Regions from separate parts of the Danio rerio genome. Here regions 1 and 2 are each linked to region 3. A link is a contact called in public HiChIP or PLAC-seq and Micro-C data. All regions are on one chromosome and are shown on one strand. The core of a region is the stretch at or near the end of the contact, and the rest is flanking DNA. Distances in the headings are between cores, read along the strand shown. Region 1 holds the start of cep89 (centrosomal protein 89). Region 2 holds the start of slc7a10a (solute carrier family 7 member 10a). Region 3 holds the start of nudt19 (nudix (nucleoside diphosphate linked moiety X)-type motif 19).

Region 1 (2,730 bases), core at 106-2,605, 130 kb after region 3:
CCACTGAGCCATTGTGCCGCCTTTAATTGCATTTTTTAAGTGAATTGTTTGCGAATGTGTATTTGTAACAGAGTTCAAATTTATTAGCATATTATTATATATTTTGGTGCACAATGGTTATGAGGTAATAAAAATGTAACTGTTTTTTTTTAATTAGGCGCATAATATCTTAATATCAAGAACTATTCCACAGAATCTAATTAAATAAGAACCATATTGCAATTTCTTTTTTAAGTATTGAAAAATATCATATTGCTGGTTAATAGTACCAATTTCATAAGGTAACACAATGAACCAACCATTATACACCCATAATATTGTGTCCAATTATTTAAATATTATTATAAAATCACTTTATTTTAGGCAGAGTGTTTCTGACTAAAAGGTTCACATATTCCTGGTTTAGGACACTGAAATCAAGTACTATACCTGGTGTAAAGTGCTGTAGCATAGGGCTCAAAGTCAGCTTGGCTGTCTGCACGTGAACAATCACTCTCTGAATAAGATCTTTGGCGTGGAGAAGGAATGGCAACAGTACGACCTGTCAGTGACGAAGACAATATGGCAGCTGCCAAAGCAGACCTGTGATAATCATCAGAGAGATTACAAAATGTACAGTTAAAAAGGTGTAAAGAAATTTTGACAAGCATTCAGGGTTAATGGTGAGTCTATCAACTGTCCCTCAAGAACACAATATACACATAGTGAGAGCCAGAGTGTTTTGTATGGGCTGGGAGATGGTAGGTGGGTATACCTGGGTCTCTCTGGAGAGGGATTGGGGCTTCGTGGAGGAGGGGTGCGGGGAACAGCAGGTCTGGGGGCAATGGTGGCAGCAGGGATCAAACCATGAGCTATATTTCGCTAAACAATCACAAAAGCACACACCATGACAGCGTTTACAACACAAATGCTTCAAAGGATGCACGTCAAAGTACGAACAAACACTGAGGGTTCAATTAATGTACACCGTTAACGTCTCTTTATAGATTGATATGTAGCACAGGCTTTTCTGGCAGCTGAAACAGTTCTTTACAAAATGTAACTTAAAGTCTTATAATTAGGTAATAGAAGACTTACAAATTCCCTCTTCTCTTTTCTCCTAAGGCTGAAGTTGAATTTGGATGACATGTTCCTCAGCCAACCTCCTCGTTGCGGTGAGAGATGTGAGGTTAACATTAAGATTTATAAAAACGGTGCTAAGGACCGCGCATTTCAGAGCTATTGTTGGAGCAAAACTATGCTTCAAGGATGAAACCAGCAGAGTTTAAATGTTATTTTTATACGCAGCCATTGTTTATGATCGAAATCTTCAAAAACAGCTTCAACTCAACTTCACGTAACTAGACGCTTTCCATGAAAACCGATTGAAATATAACGACTGCTCCTATTGGGTCGCCTCTTTTCGCCCAACCAATCATAATGTCGCTTTAATCGTCTTAGCAACGGCATGGTGCCATGTCTGACTGCGGCAGTTGTCCAGCAGAGGGACGCCTAGACCACTCAACTGTAGCGCAGTCTGTGGAAAAGGTGATAGAGGAGAATATAAGAATAAGGATATTATATATTAGATGTAATGCCATTAATGACTAGAACAGTTGCCTAATAAGGTAAGTTTGTTTAGTTTTCAATGAAGAATAACATGTTTAAATGTATGTAAATCGTTTGGCTTTGTAACAGTTTCAAGAATCTCCAAGTAAACAAAATTGAAACATGTTTGAGAACAGGACGCTTGAGAAGATGATCAATCAAATATACTTCAAAAAGTTGCAACAGAACATGCAGGGAAAGTTGTTAAAAGAGATCCGTATCACACATAGTAGACTAGAGGTTTAACATTTATTAATCCTATTATTGTCAGCCTGGTCAGCCTGCCTGAAGTGAAACCTTCTATACTTAGTATCTAATCTTCAAATGACACAGTTTTGTTAAAATACATTTGATGGGGATATTTTATGAACAACCTGGACAGAGATTGGTCCCAACAGGTGGATTATTAGTGGGAAAAATGGTTACAGGTTTAATGAACACGATTACAAAAACAAACAAGTAACAGACAAGTTTTTGGTAATAATAGTTTTATTAATAGACAAAATAATCACATAACAATACTGGTTTATTGTCTGGATTGGGCCTGATACTGATCTATGTTTAGTCCATATTAAATCTTGTAGCTTAGTAGTGTGTTCAATATCCATATTCATTTTTTAAAATGTTAACTGTCATTAAAAGTAATTTTGGTGTACTAGTATTATTTTTAATAGTTTGTGCCAGCTCCTAACTTAACTGCATTTGTAAGTGGGTTAAATCCTGCATGTTTATTATTACAAGAGAAAGTAGGTGTGTGAGTCATACGGTTAGAAATTGCTCTGGTGGAAAATGTTACTGTTAAAAGCAGACTCATATAGGATACATGCGTGCTTCCAGTAAGTTTGAGAATTAAAACAATTGTTGAATAAGTCCTGAGTCAGTGTATTTCTGATTTGCTCTTTTTAATGCTTTCCAGCTGTAGAAGATGCAGAAATATCTTCTCCAACTTTCTCTTTCACACACACAGACGCTCTTAACCACTGTGACATCACTGCTGCCGTTGGGAAGCAATCCCTCCAATAACCCAACCAAAGCCACACCATAAAATCCCCCAGTCTGTGAGTGATTTAAAACCCATTAGTCCACCACACCACCTTCACTGCTCTGATTCACATGTGCAGTTTTATAAAAATGATGCTTTTC
Region 2 (3,010 bases), core at 495-2,994, 190 kb after region 3:
GAAATTCACAAAAGAAAATTCTGCCTTCTGTAGTTATTTCAAACCCAAAAGATTTTTTAAAGTATGTTGGTAAAATACTGACTGTAGCCTCCATCGGCCCTTTACCAACATTTTTCACAATTTATTATTTTGTGTTAAACAGCAGAAAATGTCTCATGGGTTTAAAACAGCTTGAAGGTGAGTAGCTAAATTTTCAAAACATAACAGGCTTTCCAAATATGCTGACTTCAATGCAACTGGTTTTCATTTTTTAGATATTTCCGCAGCAGTAGGTTAAACCCATCTTAATCCAAACCAGTTAAACGAGAGGTGGCTTTGTTTGTTATTGGAGATGTCTTCATTGGGGTGAGTTTGAGTCGTAACTTGGCCACAACTTTCTCTGTGCTTCAGGAAATGTAATGATTTTATTGACAAATGTTATTTTGAGACATTTTTAAAAATCGCGTGTTTTTTAAACTCAACGATGCACTCTGGGCAAACCTATTGTTCTGTTGGTGGAGCCATTGACTTCCATTTTTTGCTGTTGATCCTTAGTTTCAGTGCAAAAGGTTTCTGGTTTGAAGTTATGGACTGTAATGTATGTGTGTGTGTGTGTGTGTGTGTGTGTGTGTGTGTGTGTGTGTGTGTGTGTGAGAGAGAGAAAGGGATTTATTGCACATCTTGATATGTCTGAGAAAATTCAAATAAGAAGTTTAGCTCTCAGAACATAGTAAACATATTAAGTGTATTTATGCACACACACTATAATCTGCTGTTTCACTCAGTAGAACTCCATATAAAAGCCAGAAACTATTATTGCACAGGCCTATCTAAAGGGTTAATGCTGCCAACTGATGATCAATAGTAAAAATGACAAATTGTACCTCTTGGCAACAGGGAAAACCCCCAACAATCAAGACAGCATGATTATTTTGTGTCATGACTTTGTAATTAAAAAATGTGGTTATAATGGAAGTCTATGGGGCAAAAACAGCCACCAACATAACAAAAGGGTAGTCAATATGAACTGTACACAAGGGTAAAGTACAGATTTCATGATTCCAATTGTCTCTTAACAGTTCACACTTTACTGCAAAGTGAAATAAAGATATAGACTGATATGCACCTGCATTTGAGACCACTCATAACACCCACAAAACCATCAAATACTTACAGAGCGGAAACAATGGGACTGTGAAAACTGAAGATCTATATTCACTTTATCAACAGCATCCAAAGGAAGAACATTCGAAAGCAGACGAGAAGTTTGTTTAAATAATCTTTTTAGTAGCTGTGGATTGTAGTGTGATGTGTTCATTTGTTAACTAATGATCATTTGAATTTTAATAAATTGAAATGTGTTGGGTACTTCTGAAAAAATGTTGGATTAACAAGATAAAATAAAATATATATAAATAAATAAAACAATGTAATTATTAAATTAACACCTGTGATTAATTTAAAGTTAAATTAAGTGAAATGTTACTAATAATGCTATTAAAATAAAATTCAATCATTTATATGACGGCTCATTGACGGCTCATTGTCACGACAAAAAAAACCTCTCTGTGTACAGCCCCTAGTTTCCAAATAGTCCTAGTAACCAGCTATGGCAATTTTAACAATGAATGCTGTGATATTGAGCAGCTTCCGTGCCACCGGTGTCCTGCTCTTTGTTCGCATGTGGTGCAGGTGAGCGCGTGCCAGCGCACAGTACAACCTGTTGATCTCTATGGAGGCAGGCAGCAGGAGTTCTGCGCATGCGTCAGCGCCCTGCGTCCTGCATCAACTCGCTATATGAGAGCGGGCGCGGATACAGATGCCGTTTTCTTGAACAGCCGCACAAATGGATGGAACCGAAACGAACCGGAGAAACTGCGCGAAGTCGGAGCAACAGAAGATGTTGGACTCCAGAGGAAACCAAAGTGGATCTAAAGACAGAGTGACTCTTAAGAAAGAAATTGGTCTTTTGAGCGCGTGCGCCATAATTATAGGTGAGATGTTTCCTTATGCTTGATGTGTCAACGCGTGCTGCGCTTTAGCTTCAACTTTCTCTGTCCGCTTGTTTCTTTGTCCTCTTCACATCTGCTTCTCTATTCGCCATTCCCATCAGTCTTTAGCCCTCACTCTTAAATAGTCTTAATGTTTCATCTGGCAACATCTGCTCTCTGAAATGCGAGTTGCTCTGTGTCGACTGTTTATGCTGAGATAAAGTATTAAAAAGCTAATGTAGCTGTCAAAGTTTATGGCCAAACTTAAATCGTCACACAGTGTGACAGTACGTACGGCTGTCTAGTATGGTTGGTCATCAGTCCAAGTGAGGGCAAACAGCGTGATTTTGGTAGAGGCTCGTGCCATGCCGCTACTTACAGTAGTGTCCAGCAGTCAGATCTGTTCATCAGAGCGCGGATTGCATCATTGAGGAAGAGAAACGGGCTGAAACTCAACTCCGCGCTTACGTGGCTACAGCAGCCCACCACACTGTGTCTGTCCTTCACGTGCCCAGAAGAAATCCACAGAATAAGAGTCTATTGCTATACGAGACAGGGAAATATATCAAATTACAGTATGCGGAAGTGTACGTTTATAGCGAGGACGTTTACATCCCTTGATGCAAACCACACAAAGATCTTGTGTTAGGGATGTTCTGTAGTAGGATTAGGATTACAGTATAGTCATTCATGAAATTGGTTCAAAAGCAAAAAATATAATGCATGTTGTCTTTGCATCCTCACATCTAAATTTAGTCAACCATTGAACCATAGGGATGAACGTATAATACATCCAATGAAGAACCCTCACTAACAAGTAGCCTAATGTAACAGTTGGAATGTGAGCTGATGACAAAATGTTTATTCATTGAATGCATTTATTGTCTTGCTCAAATGAAGGTCCTCCTGTGGATGCCATAAGTTTTAGGAGTTTTTTGTTAATGTAATTTTAAATATGTTGTGTCTGGCTTGTCAGTGATACTTGTCTCTACTCTTTTGAGCATTGTTTCAGGGCTATTGAAGAGAGTTGGTCTCCACAG
Region 3 (2,931 bases), core at 201-2,700:
CACCTTGTATCATTATGAATATTAACGAGGGTTCATCATAGTGTGCAACTATTTGCTGTTATTTTGCTAGATAAATGATCTATGACTGTTCCATGGTGCTGTATCTAGGCATTGGCCGGTATGAGATTCTGATGGTATGATAACCTTGAATGAAAATATCACAGTATTGTGATTACTGCTCTAAAATATATTATTTTTAAATGTCTGGATAAAAAAACAAAAACCGTTCCCTTTTTGAAAACAATGAAGTCTATATATATATATATATATATATATATATATATATATATATATATATCAAAGATTTATAATATTTTGGAGCAGTAAACATGTCAGGCTAAATAATGAAAATGAATCATTGACTTCTGCCGTCTTCATTTGTTTAAAAAACACTGATTTCTTTACTATTTAAAACGACATATTAGGATATTGTTTTCTGCTAAAGATACTGCTGTCCTAAAAACCAAACAAAAATGTAAATAAAAAATCCTACATTTACCTTTGGAACGGTCTTACAGAAAATGTTGGCGGTTTTAAAACCTTGACTTTTCTAAACCGCGGTGTACATTGAAAACGGTTATCATCCCATGCCTAGCTGTATCTACCAGATAATAATGTAATGTTGGACACAGCAAACATCTAACAGGTCACCGCTGTAATTTGTACACACACACCTTAAAGTGAACGATCTCCTTGTCGTCGTGCAGTGTGTGTGGAGTCTCCTGCAGACAGCAGATGTAGAAGGCCGTGTCGTATCGCCTCTGTTTGCCGTACAAGCCTATGGGTGTCAGCCAGTTCCCCCACTCGTGCAGAGCCCAGATGTTGGGCAGACACTGCAGCTCCCTGCACATCTTAATGAAGTTGGCAGGGTCTCCAATAACCCGAGATCTCCACTTTGACAGCACCTCTGTGCCCCACTGTCCGCTCAGTCTGGTCAGGCTCGGCTGCGTATCCAGGCTGCGCGTGCGGGTCACGCTGTACTCGTCTTTGGGAAGAGCTAGAAGCACACCGGACTCCTCAAACGTCTCTCTCACGGCACATATCCTGAAAGCCACGTCTCCCGGGATCGGAGAGCCCAGCTGGGATCTGTCAGTGGCGAAGATGGGCGGCCTGGTCTCCGGCGACTGCTTCACCACTTTGACGCCGTAGTTGGGCGCTTTGGTGAAGGGATTAAAGAGCTCCTGCCACTCGCTGGAGAAGTCCGACGCGTCTACCAGACCGCCAGGAAACACATAGGCATTGGGCATGAACCCGCTGTTCCTGCTGCGTTTCAGCAGGAGCACTTCATAGTCAAAGGCAGATTTGTGCGCTACATCTGTGACTTTCTCCAGCCCTGCTTTAAGAGTGTCTGCAGGCGGAGCGCGCCTCAGCCCGGCCGTCAGAATCACCGTCGCCGCTTCCCTCCAGTGTTTCAGCGCCGTGTTCATTCTGACGCCTGTTTACCTGTTCATCACTGAGAGAACCTATCCGGAAACTTTCGACGTCCGACAACTAACCTGACATGTCGTGAAGGACAGCACTGATAAAATGGTAGTGTTTTTATTGTTTGATCATTGAGCGTCATCTACCGCAAGGGATGAATGATTACGTCTCATTACTACATTTACCTCAACATATTTTTTTCTCGCACTGAAGAATATTTATACTACAAGTAAAATTAATTAAACATAGTGATTTATGACATCAACCAAATGCAAAAATACCAACACCAATATCCCTGACTATAGTAGCCACAAACATCTGTGTGGTAAATAACAGGCTTGAAATCAGAGAGATCAGAGAAATCATTTATTATTCAATCAGACTAAACCCATATTAACCCATATGCTTTCTATGGTATGAGGTGTATTTCTAAGTACAGAGTGCAAGAGTGACGGTTTGGTTATTAACAGCAGTATTTCCTGCTTCATAGCGATTACACAAAAGTTAAGCAAATCAGCAGCAACAAGATGATTCACAATATGAGAAACTTTAATTCGCAGCAAAAAATAAAAGAAAATCAGTCAAAGACAAAGGGTACAGGACTGTGTACAGGATGGCTTTAATGTGGAGCAAAAATACAATCCTGTAAAGCATTACATCAGTGAATTACCATAGTCACTGCATTTAAAGAATTGTTTAAATGCGATTCTTCATCCCCCCCCCCCCCCCTCTCTCTCTCTCTGAGTAATCTTTGGCCAAAACTTAGATTAAAAAGCAAAATATTAATAGCACAAGATGTTGTTACATTTGTCACACTTTAACTTGATATACATACAAAAATATAGTAAATTTAGAAGTTAATTGGAAATGGAAGTAGGAGATATTTTCATGTCTAGGTACATATTTGAATGCAAAAGTTTTAATTTGGAGTTTCCATATTTAAGTGTATTAGTTGTGTTAGCATCATCCTCGATAACACGAGTACATGCGCAACTTTATGTGATGTTTTTTCTCCACAAGAGGGCATCAGAGACAAAATAATCCAGCACAGTTTTTGGTTATCACAGAAAAAAATGACTGGAAAAGTTTTTTTTTCTTGTTTGTTTTTGATACTAATGTAAACAGATGTGTTCATTTCAACTTACACATAAAAGTCACTCTTGTCCATCTGGACATTTTGACCCCCAATATACAGAAAACTAGACGTGAGGAGAAGATGCATAATATGCATCTAATTATTTGTTGTTTGTTATTCGTGCTGCTTCATGGGAGTGGGCGGGGCAAGAAAGTTTTTGTTTGCTTACTTTAAGGATTGAATCATGTTTTTTCTCTGAATTCAAGAAAATTATTTACAAAACTATGTTCAAATAAGAAATAATGTTTACTTAGTGCTTTAACAAAAGTGTATAGAATTGGTTACAATCGTTTGTAAAAAAAATAATTGGGATGAACTGTAAAATGAAATGTTCAGAACATCATTGGTTGCACTTTATTAGGATCTAAGAATAG

Evidence for each region. A called contact is a pair of places that touch in the nucleus more often than the background predicts. HiChIP or PLAC-seq counts read pairs in DNA pulled down with a chosen protein or histone mark.
Region 1: a contact with region 3 is called in a Micro-C map of caudal fin, with 5 times the contacts expected there. The contact joins the promoter of cep89 here to the promoter of nudt19 in region 3. A contact is called at or near these places in 3 of 18 Hi-C or Micro-C datasets (caudal fin, hematopoietic stem cells and an unstated tissue) and 2 of 4 datasets of contacts at active chromatin or transcription factors (caudal fin and embryo).
Region 2: a contact with region 3 is called in an H3K4me3 HiChIP or PLAC-seq map of gastrula embryo, with 2.7 times the contacts expected there. The contact joins the promoter of slc7a10a here to the promoter of nudt19 in region 3. A contact is called at or near these places in 2 of 18 Hi-C or Micro-C datasets (caudal fin and an unstated tissue) and 3 of 4 datasets of contacts at active chromatin or transcription factors (caudal fin, embryo and gastrula embryo).

Annotation. Positions count from the first base shown.
Region 1 is chr7:38,608,870-38,611,599 of GRCz12tu, reverse strand. It overlaps cep89 (centrosomal protein 89), which reads right to left and starts at 1,355. Exons shown (of 20, transcript NM_001430965.1): 1 at 1,078-1,355; 2 at 755-861; 3 at 430-582. The coding sequence starts at 1,128. LOC141375410 (a long non-coding RNA gene) reads left to right here and starts at 944. Exons shown (of 2, transcript XR_012383423.1): 1 at 944-1,607; 2 at 2,504-2,730.
Region 2 is chr7:38,554,237-38,557,246 of GRCz12tu, reverse strand. It overlaps slc7a10a (solute carrier family 7 member 10a), which reads left to right and starts at 1,744. Exons shown (of 11, transcript NM_001386372.1): 1 at 1,744-1,973. The coding sequence starts at 1,826. All of the region lies in intron 3 of LOC141375411 (a long non-coding RNA gene), which reads right to left.
Region 3 is chr7:38,743,620-38,746,550 of GRCz12tu, reverse strand. nudt19 (nudix (nucleoside diphosphate linked moiety X)-type motif 19) reads right to left here and starts at 1,450. Exons shown (of 3, transcript NM_001128786.1): 1 at 675-1,450. The coding sequence starts at 1,427. It overlaps slc7a9 (solute carrier family 7 member 9), which reads right to left. Exons shown (of 14, transcript XM_073908786.1): 14 at 1,778-2,931.